Linked DNA regions of Mus musculus: all the other regions are linked to region 3. A link is a contact called in public Hi-C and HiChIP or PLAC-seq data. All regions are on one chromosome and are shown on one strand. The core of a region is the stretch at or near the end of the contact, and the rest is flanking DNA. Distances in the headings are between cores, read along the strand shown. Region 1 has its middle 26 kb from the start of Gm16675. Region 2 overlaps Irf2 (interferon regulatory factor 2). Region 3 has its middle 52 kb from the start of Enpp6.

Evidence for each region. Hi-C and Micro-C count contacts between places; a contact is called where the count stands out from the background. HiChIP or PLAC-seq counts read pairs in DNA pulled down with a chosen protein or histone mark.
Region 1: a contact with region 3 is called in an H3K27ac HiChIP or PLAC-seq map of CD8 T cells, with 9 times the contacts expected there. The contact joins two enhancer-like sites. A contact is called at or near these places in 6 of 484 Hi-C or Micro-C datasets (CD8 T cells, the G1E-ER4 cell line, the HPC-7 cell line and 3 more), 12 of 115 datasets of contacts at active chromatin or transcription factors (the 230-238 cell line, CD8 T cells, bone marrow-derived macrophages and 7 more) and 1 of 9 other capture datasets (embryonic stem cells).
Region 2: a Hi-C map of the N1E-115 cell line shows a contact between it and region 3, with 5 times the contacts expected there. The contact joins two enhancer-like sites. A contact is called at or near these places in 2 of 15 datasets of contacts at CTCF or cohesin (large pre-B cells and pro-B cells), 20 of 484 Hi-C or Micro-C datasets (the 63-12 cell line, the AML12 cell line, B cells and 15 more), 14 of 115 datasets of contacts at active chromatin or transcription factors (the 230-238 cell line, astrocytes, bone marrow-derived macrophages and 8 more) and 3 of 9 other capture datasets (adipose tissue, bone marrow-derived macrophages and liver).

Annotation. Positions count from the first base shown.
Region 1 is chr8:46,712,204-46,715,463 of GRCm38.p6, forward strand. No RefSeq gene overlaps it. Among named protein-coding and RNA genes, the nearest start is that of Gm16675, 26 kb to the right of the region's middle. Within about 2 kb of position 1,893, at least 90 of the 459 cell types and tissues checked have an H3K27ac peak or open chromatin away from gene starts, as enhancers often do. A contact at or near this core is called in the 230-238 cell line, CD8 T cells and Th1 cells, where this site is marked.
Region 2 is chr8:46,782,333-46,785,588 of GRCm38.p6, forward strand. All of the region lies in intron 1 of Irf2 (interferon regulatory factor 2), which reads left to right. Among named protein-coding and RNA genes, the nearest start is that of Gm31172, 9.2 kb to the left of the region's middle. Within about 2 kb of position 1,974, at least 5 of the 459 cell types and tissues checked have an H3K27ac peak or open chromatin away from gene starts, as enhancers often do. A contact at or near this core is called in the N1E-115 cell line, where this site is marked.
Region 3 is chr8:46,933,497-46,936,539 of GRCm38.p6, forward strand. No RefSeq gene overlaps it. Among named protein-coding and RNA genes, the nearest start is that of Enpp6, 52 kb to the right of the region's middle. Within about 2 kb of position 1,580, at least 83 of the 459 cell types and tissues checked have an H3K27ac peak or open chromatin away from gene starts, as enhancers often do. A contact at or near this core is called in the 230-238 cell line, CD8 T cells, the N1E-115 cell line and 1 more, where this site is marked.

The DNA.
Region 1 (3,260 bases), core at 643-3,142, 220 kb before region 3:
ATTTCCTCTGCAGCTCTGTCTTTTTCATCTTTAGGTCGAGCACGGAGATGGCGGTGGCCATCTCTCCTGTGCCTTGTGCAGGGTCAGCAGAGAAGGTAACACATTGCCATGTTGTTTGAGTTGTATTAGGAAGTAGAAATGAGACATGGTCATGTTTGTTGGCTGCTGGGAATAAAGAGGCAGAAGGAGGCAGAGCGGATGCGCAAGTCCTGGGGATGGAGAACCACCAGGGGACACGTGGAACTGGGGGACGACCTTGCATTCAGGTCCAAACATGTAGAGGCTAAAGCAGTGCTTTGAGTGGCACATTGGTGAGCCTGTTACCGAGAGTCGCATATAGGCATCAAGAATGGTTTCAAGCAAAAGGCTATGGCGCGGACTGAACTAAGTTTTAAAGCAAAGGAATTAATAATAATAATAAAAAAAGATCTACAACTTGGAAAGTAAAGTGTGTTTTTAATTGGGGCTCATGCTAAACGCGCGCTTCTGAGTTTCCACTAAGAGTCTAATGATTAGCTTTATTGGGTTGATCTCCGAGCCAAATAGATAGGCAGCCCTTTCCTATCCGCTGGCCCCACAGCTGCAAGCCTTATTACCTGGGAGCTGGAAAATGTTGCAAAGAAAGATATGCTAAGTTGTTTTTGTTATGTATTATGCAGTTAGGCCTGTGGTGGCTCTGTTTCTTCTGAGCATGTCATCATTTCCTACATAACACAGTGTCAGGACTATTTCAAGTGGTCTACTACTGAGCTACATCCCCAGTCCTATTTATAGTTTGCACTGAAAGTAATCAAGACATGATTAAAGTGTAGGGTTGTGTGTGTGTGTGTTATATGCAAACTATATAGCATTACTATAAAGGACTTGGACATCCTTGGACTTGGGATCTGAGAGGGGTTCTGAAACCAATTTCTTTATTAGTTGTTTCTGTATACAGATGATCATTGCCTGCATGTCCCTAAGGATCTGCAGGAGACACAGGGATAGTTCTATTGTTACAATGCTCCATGTTTTAGTGCCTGAAAAGGGGCAGGCACTCAACAAATAATGTTGGCCAAGGGTTGAGGAAGTGGTTTAGTGTGTAAGGGCACTTTTTGCACAAGCTGATAGACTTGAGGTCAGTTCTCTGGTACCCCCCTGAAAATGACAGGCCTGGCCGCGTGCACCTGTAACCGCAGTGTTGTCTCAAGAGAATAAGCCGGTGAGTGACTGAGGAGGATGCCTCAGCTCCTCGGAGTTCTACACACGTGGTCTCGGCAGTCGCCACCTGCACATCTTTAGGTACGCACATGTATAAATCATACGTACACAGAAACGACTAATAAATGATGATAATACTATTGAGCAGATCTATTGAATACTTTCTATTTTCAAAGTACTAGGGCAGGGGTGGGGGTGGGGTGGGCTTGGAGTCCCTGGGCTCTGGGACCATAGCAAAGTAGGGTTTGAGATGAGAATTGGGAAATGGTTACATGTCTTGACACCCCCTTAAAACTGCTGTCCGCTGGAACTGGTTTTAAGCGTCACTTGGTTCAGTCACATCTCATCAAACTCTGGTTTCTTCTTTTGCTCTCTTCCACAGAGTTTTTCTTGAAAGGAGCTGCTGTTCTCTCTTACCCACAAGCTGCTTTTTTTCTTCTTTCTTTTTTATTGGCAGTTGGAACCATCCAGGAAATACCTGCAACTTCTCTGAAAAAATCGAGGTGTTTGCATTTCTTGTTGTGACTTTGGCAACAGGGCTGGAAGGTGGAGCAGAGAAAATATGTCTGAGTTTCCTTGTTGTGTGGAAGGAAGCCAGTTTCGTCCATTGTGACCCTCTCAGCTCAGCCAGGGCTCCAGAGGGTTGTTTGGTTCCTAATCGCAGGGCTGTGTGTGCAGGCGATTGTGGAGCAACTTCCGGTAAACTACCTAGGATGGGTGTGTCCCTTTAAATCAGCTGGGCAGGATGGCACAAGTCCTAAACCTGGCTCTTGTCTCTTATTAGCTATTGTTTCTCGCTCCCCAAAGTCCAGGGAAGAAATCCTTACTCTGTCTTTGGTTGTTCTTTCCTGCATAAGCCCACCCCCCTTTTTTTTTAATCTCGAGAGTGTTCTCTCTCTCTCTCCCTCTCCCTCTCCCTCTCCCTCTCCCTCTCCCTCTCCCTCTCCCTCTCCCTCTCCCTCTCCCTCTCCCTCTCCCTCTCCCTCTCCCTCTCCCTCTCCCTCTCCTTCTCCCTCTCTCCATCCTGTGCATGAAAGCAAGTTGGGGTTGGATGTTGTGTTTACTGAGCAAATTTGAAAATAAGTGGGCTCATAGGAGTCAGAGTGAGACGGGTAGCTGGTTTGGTGAGAGGGGTGGGAAGTGAAGGGACTGTAGGAGGGATGAGTCACAACTGCTCCAAGGAGCTTCAGAAACAACTCAATGCAGCCAGCTGCAGGTCTGGCCTTTGCAATTTTAGCAAGTGACTCCGTCCTCACTCTTCTCAACAGGGTAGCACCGGAAGGAGTTGGGAAAGCCTGAATAGGAAATTTCCTGTTTGGAGACTACCTTGGCAATCTGGTGGGTGATCTTTGAAGTCTGGTCATCAGGTTGGTCTCAGAGGAGTGACCTGCCCAGGCAACAGAGACTGGAACACATGTAATCTTACTTTTTGTGGGAAGAGTTAAACACATGATCCGACCACTGCTGCATTTTCAGCATTAAGACATTCTCGATGCTTTACATTTTTCTGACTGTGCCCTTATCTACCCAATGGTTCAGTAGTAGCTCCCCAGGACAAAATGAGCTGAAAGAAGCTCAGAGATGTTAGAGATGAGGGCGAAGAAGACGTCAGCAGCTGCAAGCTGGGTCAGCTAGTCAGAATATCAAGTACATCATTAGGTAGGAACTGTCCAGAGAGATTGTTGAATGTCAGGGACCTACAATCCCGGGGAGGCCAACAGAACAGCTAACAGGCAAAGAGGAAAGGCTTCCTACCCCGCCTTCTCCACCCACCCCTCTCTGTTTTCTCTGCTGGGATCTAGAATTTTCACTCCTTTCTTGGTTGAAGGCCCTTAGCTCTTGAAAGAGAGAGTAGTGTATGAAGATTTGCTACAGTGAGCAATAGCTTTGAGTTCAGACATTAGTTCTTGGGACCCTAGTATCCAGCTCCGAGGAACTCTGCAGACTGTAACACCAGTGTGCCCTGGACCTGCTCAGCACAAAAGAAAGAGATGCTGTCTAACACCTGCCTTGGAAAACCTGGCACAGTTGGCTTTATCAGGCTCACAACTCATTTCCTC
Region 2 (3,256 bases), core at 724-3,223, 150 kb before region 3:
CTTTCTGTTTTCATGACTGGCAGTGTTGACTTACTTCGTCAGGCTTCCACCAGAATATGTGGAGTGATGTGTACAAATGCCACAGAGACACAGGAAACAGCCAAATGTGAAATCTAACACCTCCTCCTCAACACATCACGGCGTATTGTCTTAGCTCTGAAGGTGATATCCCTGTGCATGCAAATGTCAGCAAGCTCTTGTACATCTATCTCTTAGTAGCTTACAGGTTACTAAGGATGCATATATTTATTTATTTTTGTCTTCTTTTATCCCTTATACTTGCCAATATCCTCTTTCCCTACCTGCCTACACACGTACGTACGTACGTACACACACACACACACACACACACACACACACACACACACACACTGTTAAAGGGTCAGGTCAGCCTAAATGCAATTCTCTTTAAACCTTATCAGCCACAGTATTAGTATCAACGATGCTACAGCACCATATATGATGAGGTCTGAAATAGGAGGAAGTTCCTTGCAATTATGTCGACTCTATTTGTAGCACCTTCTTATATTTTCTATTCTATACTCCAGTCCATTAAAATTAAATTAAACTTGCTGATCATAAACCAAGAATGCCAATCTTTTTTTCTTCTTCTTCTTCTTTTGGTTTTCCAGGACAGGGTTTCTCTGTGTAGCCCTGACTGTCCTGGAACTCACTTTGTAGACCAGGCTGGCCTCGAACTCAGAAATTTGCCTGTCTCTGCCTCCCGAGTGCTGGGATTAAAGGCGTGTGCCACCACTGCCCGGCGAGAATACCAATCTTAATTAAAAAAAAAAAACCAAACAAACAATAACAAAACCCCCAAACACATTGCACAGTGCCTTAGCAAGCTTTTACCAGCGGTTTGAGAAACACTGGGTTTTGCTGTGGCCCTTGGAGGCAGAAAGGTTTGGATTGGATCTTGAGCCTTGCCGCTCCTCTGAGGTCAGGCTAAGTAAGTGGCTCCATTTCTTCCAGTACAAGATGGAGATGAGACGCTCTGCCCGGGTGGCTTGTTGGGAGGCTAAATGACGCTATGCACGGGAAGCTCTGAGCTCCTCGTAAGCTCCGGAATGAATGTGGTATTGGAAACCATGGTGGCTGTCGTTCTCAGCTCCGCTTCTCCCCGTCTCTGTGCTTCTGCATGGACGTCCTTACACACATCAGTCAGGGTGAGGAGTCTAGAATATTCTATAAGAAGTGAATGTGGATTAGGGGGAGAATTATTGAGTGCTAACCAAGAATTACTACTGGAAGTTTCTGTTACAGTCCTTGAACTTTATAATAATTTCCCCCTTTCTGTTTTCAGGGGGAGCATCGCCCCTCTTTCCTAGTCTTCCTTTCCCCTCACCCCCATACCTCCTCCCTTTTGGCTTTTTATTTTTAACTTATTTATCTCATCTTTTGGGATGGGTTTCCTTTTTTCCTTTTTTTTTTTTTAGCTATTTTTACTCATCTCTAAAATGGAAATAACAATATCTGATGGCTAAGGCGGTTGTGTGTGCTACTACTGAAGATTGGTGTTAAATACCTAGGATTTGTTTCTGAAGTGGTGGGTGACTCCGGAGCATCATCTGTGATGCTGCCTGAGGCGGTTCCTCTGTCCTCATCAGCACCACAGCCCTGCTTTGACCCTCTTTTATCTCACCCTGCTTGTCTGTTGAACTCTCTTTGGCCAGGCATTTCCTCTGCTCCAATCTGCTCTTCCTCTGACATAAATGCTTTCCTTGGAAATCCAATTAATAGTGATTTATGGATTCCTTATGAACTAGTTAACTTAGTTGGCAATTAAGTACAGACTGCTCTCTGGTCTCCACTGCATCATTTTATTATGATAATTACAGAATTATTAGTTAGCGTTATATGATTTATGTCTCACATCCTCAGCGAACTTATGAGTTCCCTGAGGGTAGCAACCATAGCTTACATATCTCCAAGTACACCTACCCCCACTACAGCAATTAGCACAGGCAGATCCCTGTAATCCTGTGTGTTAAGAGCTATCTGTTGAGGGTAACTGGGGACCCAGACAGCATGTGCCTGAAGACAAGAGTGTCCAGTGGGCTGGGGACATGGCTGTGTGACATGGTAAGTGGCAAGAACACGCAGAAGCACTCGATGATGAAGGTGCAGAAGAGCCCGGGTGTGGCATGACCACTGTCAGCTTCTAGGACAGAGATTCAAACCCAGCTTTGTCCTGAGTGATTTAGTTTGCATCTTTCTTTCATTGTGTCTCACTTGTGCACCTGTCTAATATGACTCCTACTAAACTGTGTATAGAAAATTCTGGAAGGTTAATAGTTGAGGGACTTCAATTTTTATCTCTCTCTGTCTCTGTCTCTGTCTCTGCCTCTCTCAACTCTCCTGCCTTGGCTTCCTGAGTGCTGGGGTTATAGGGTACCCCACCATGTTTAGGCTATGGTGGGAATCTGTAAGTATTTCTCCAAGTAAAAAAATGACTTGATTTCATCTTTACTCTTGAATGAAATATTGTCTGAACATAAAAATCCACAAGGTGGTCTTTTTCCTTTAATGCTTTTTCTTTAAAATTATTTTTGACATCGTGTGCGTGCATGCGTGTTTGTGCACATATGCAGCCACAGTGCAGTGTGGGGGTCAGAGAACAACTTCTAGGAGTTGGTTCTTTCCTTCCATCGTAGTGTTGTGGGGACTGAACTCAAGTCATCTGGTTTGCTGGCTTGGGCCTTTGTCTGCTAAATTATGCTGGCCCAGGACTTCTTTCAAAGGTCTTCTGGCTTCCATTGTTTCTGTGGAGTACTGAATTTGAGCTTAAAGGTTTGGGATATTTTGCTGTTGGCTTTGTTTTTTCAAAGGTAACATGTCTTTTGCCCTCTGTTTTTTTTCTTTCTCTTTCTCTTTTTTTTTTCTTTTCTTTTCTTTTTTTTTTTTTTCTGTTTTGGGCTTGGGTATGGTTTTTATCTGTGTTTGGCCATTTGTGGTTTTCAGTGACTTTTGATGTGTGATTAGAAAATGTCCCGTTGTGGTCTTCTCAAGAATTTGCCTCACACTTTGTCTTGTCTTTGTAGACTTTCAAATTAGCCACAGTTTAAACCCTGCAGTGTTCCCCTATGGAATCTATGCTCGTCTTACACTGTCTCATCTTTGTGACTTTCAGCCTCACTCTGGAATTTCCTTTGACCTGTTTTCTGGTTCACATATGCCCCCCACCCCCATCCAGGTATCAAAGCTATTTTTAGGCACACCCCATAAGTTCTTAATTTTAATGATATCCATTAAT
Region 3 (3,043 bases), core at 330-2,829:
TTTGAAAGGTCCAGTATCACTGTCTGCAATATCATTGATGGAAATAATCAACCCATGAGATATTAGAATACCTGAAATCCAGAAGAACTGCAGAAAAGGACCTTTGTTCAAGGACAGAAGTGTTGGGGCTCAGGGAAAAAAAAGATACTTGTACAGATGACTTTAGGAGCCCCTGGATAAACAGAACAGGTAGGGGTGGGGCAACTAGAGAAGGTTTCTATGAAGTCCATTATCTGCCTAAAAAAATCAGAGTCACCCAGGAGGAGCAAAGTCACCTTGAAACTTACTCAAATGTCATCAGCCAAAGAAGAATCAACTTATCACGAGGCAGAGGCAAACTTCCGCATCTCAGCTGCTATGCTGAGGAATTTTTGCCATCTACTGTTCTCCAGGCTTGTTCTCCGTTCTCAAAACTCAGAGGATCTCTAAAACTATCCACAACATCCCCCCACTTGCCTCTCACCTATGAGGAAGCTATTTAAACCTTACCTGTTGGGCCCCTTCTTTGGGTTTTAAATTTTGTCAATGGCTCTCGTGCTTACGGATGTTAATATTTGTCATGAGTTTTCTCTCAGCTAACCCTGCATTCATTATAAGCACTATCAACTTCCTGATTCTATTTGTTTTCATGGCTGGGAAATTCAATATTCCCAAATGGCTGTCTTGGTCATCAGCCTCTGATACTTTTGAGAGATAGTAGCATCATTAGGGGATGGAGCCTAGTGAAAATAAGTTAGGCTGTTGTGTCCTTAAAGGGGGTCAATGTTTTCTTCTGTCTCTTTGCTCCTCAGCTCCCATGAGGCGAATCCCACTCCAACTTCTGCCACTTGCTTCCGCCCCCACATCCTCCGTCATCCTAGAACCAATGTGTGTCATCTACTTGTAAGCAAAGGCGAAGTGAAACTGCCAAAATTAGACAGCTCTGTGGGTGAAGGAAAACAGTTTATTCAACCACCAAGGCTGTCTCCTGGGATTCAGAGAAAACAGCATGGATATCGGCAGAGTCCTGCCAGTTAGAAGGAGACATGTTGCAGCGGGTGGAGGGTGGGTTAGCTGGAGCGGCCTGGGAACGAGCATGGGGCTCTGACCCACTGGGGAACTGTTTAAGTTAATAGGGAACTCAATGCAATTTCCGGAGACTGCAGGAGCTTATAAGAAGGTAACAGTTTTCATGGCAAGCAGAAACCCATTTTACAAGATTTCTAAGGAATGCTAAGTGTTGACCTGGCCCAAGTAAGCCTGAGCCGAACCCAGATTGTCATTTTTGGGGAGTCGAGACCCGACACAAATGTAGACTAAAAATCTCTGAAAGTATTGGTCACATAAACCTGGTGTTTACATTGATTTATCTCAGGCATTCTGTCACAGCAGCGGGACATGAGGCATCTCCCCACTGAGGCAGAGGGTCGGTGGCACCCCTAAGAGAAAATCCCGTCTTTACTTCTTCCTATGGATCCTTTGGGCATAAATTCAGGTCCAAATTAGGATTGGCGGATTGGCGTAAGGATCCACAGTGTATCATCCTTCAGGAGGTTCCCATTGGTGTAGATGTGGTCTGGTCTTGGTGAGGTCAGGGTAGCGGCTTTCCCCCTCTTTCCCCACTAGAGGGCAGAGTTCACATCTGCTCCCGGATCTCTGGGGTGGATAAGCCACAGGCTGCATCCCAGCCGCAGTTCTTTTCCTCAGTGCAAGGCAAAGCCCCAAGGTAAGATTTGTCCACACCTTTCTCTTGCTCCTATCAAGAAAATGGCCACGTGTATTGAATCCCATGAACGACTACACAAAAAAGCAAGTGATTCCTTGAAAACCAAGGAAGAATGGTAGAAAACTAAGCAGGTGGTGCAATTAGTGGGAAAAAAAATCCCGTAGGCAGGATGGATTTAACATCGTGGGAACGAGAGAGAGAGAGAGAGAGAGAGAGAGAGAGAGAGAGAGAGAGAGAGAGAGAGAGAGAGGAATGGAGTGAGGGAAGAAAGGGGCACTGTGGTTTCAGCATTTATAAATGACGAAGGTGTCATTTGCCTTCTCCCAATGCAGGCACAGGTGCTTGGGTGACACAGGACCCTTTCTACACCAGGGAGAGGGGGACCGGGCTTGGTGTAGACCTAGGTGAGAAGTGATAGACATCCCAAGCTCTGAGCAGTTGTGGCTTAGGAAAAAAAAAAAGCAATAAAGCAGCAAACATAAATTTACCTGGATCTCGAGTATGATTTAGAGGAGGGGGGAGGGGAGAGAAGAGTAGAGGAGTTGGAAGAGGAAGAAGATGGAGGGGGAGGGGGGAGAGGAGGAGGAGGAGCAGCAGCAAATGGGAAGAAATACAAGAAAGAGACAGCCCAGTGGCTGGGAGAGGACATCAGGTGTCTGGATGATTCTAGAACCCATAACCCGTCAACCAGCCTGCTTTCCTTTGGCCTTCATTTTTTCTCTATTGCGTATGTTTGTTTACGTGCTGTTCCCCTCATACCCGTGGGCACCAAGCATTTACTACGACAAGGATGGACCACAGGAAGTTCCTAACAAGCGGGTACTAGCATGGGCGAGAAAGAAGCTCCAGGAGGGCCAGATAGCTGCGGGGCAATCAGTTTAGCCAGAGTGCCAAACCCCTGTCCCAGACAGGCTCAGGGCCCTCCCCATCTGTTCCCTAGCAGCTCTGGCTCCTGCGGGACCAGCCACCAGCTTAGCGATGGCACTCACAGGGTTCCTGTTCGCTGTTCTGCCTTCGAATCTGAAAACACACTCCAGAGCTTTTCGGGTTTTTCTTAATTTCCAGCCTGATCCTGTTTTGGCTTTGGGGCAATACTGACACCAAGTGTTGGAATCTACAGGGTTGAAAGGAAAGTGAGACCGGGAAGGGACCCTCCACAGGATGGCTACCCACATTACTAAGTGAGCAGGGACGTTCACTGGATGGTGACCTGGGCCATGCTCCCTGCTGTGTGCACAGTGTGGACTCACAGCAGGTCCTTCCACAGGAGAAACCATTATTCAAAGCCTATTTGGTGTTCGTTACAAAAATTTAATAAAAACAAGCTAGTTCTTCTTG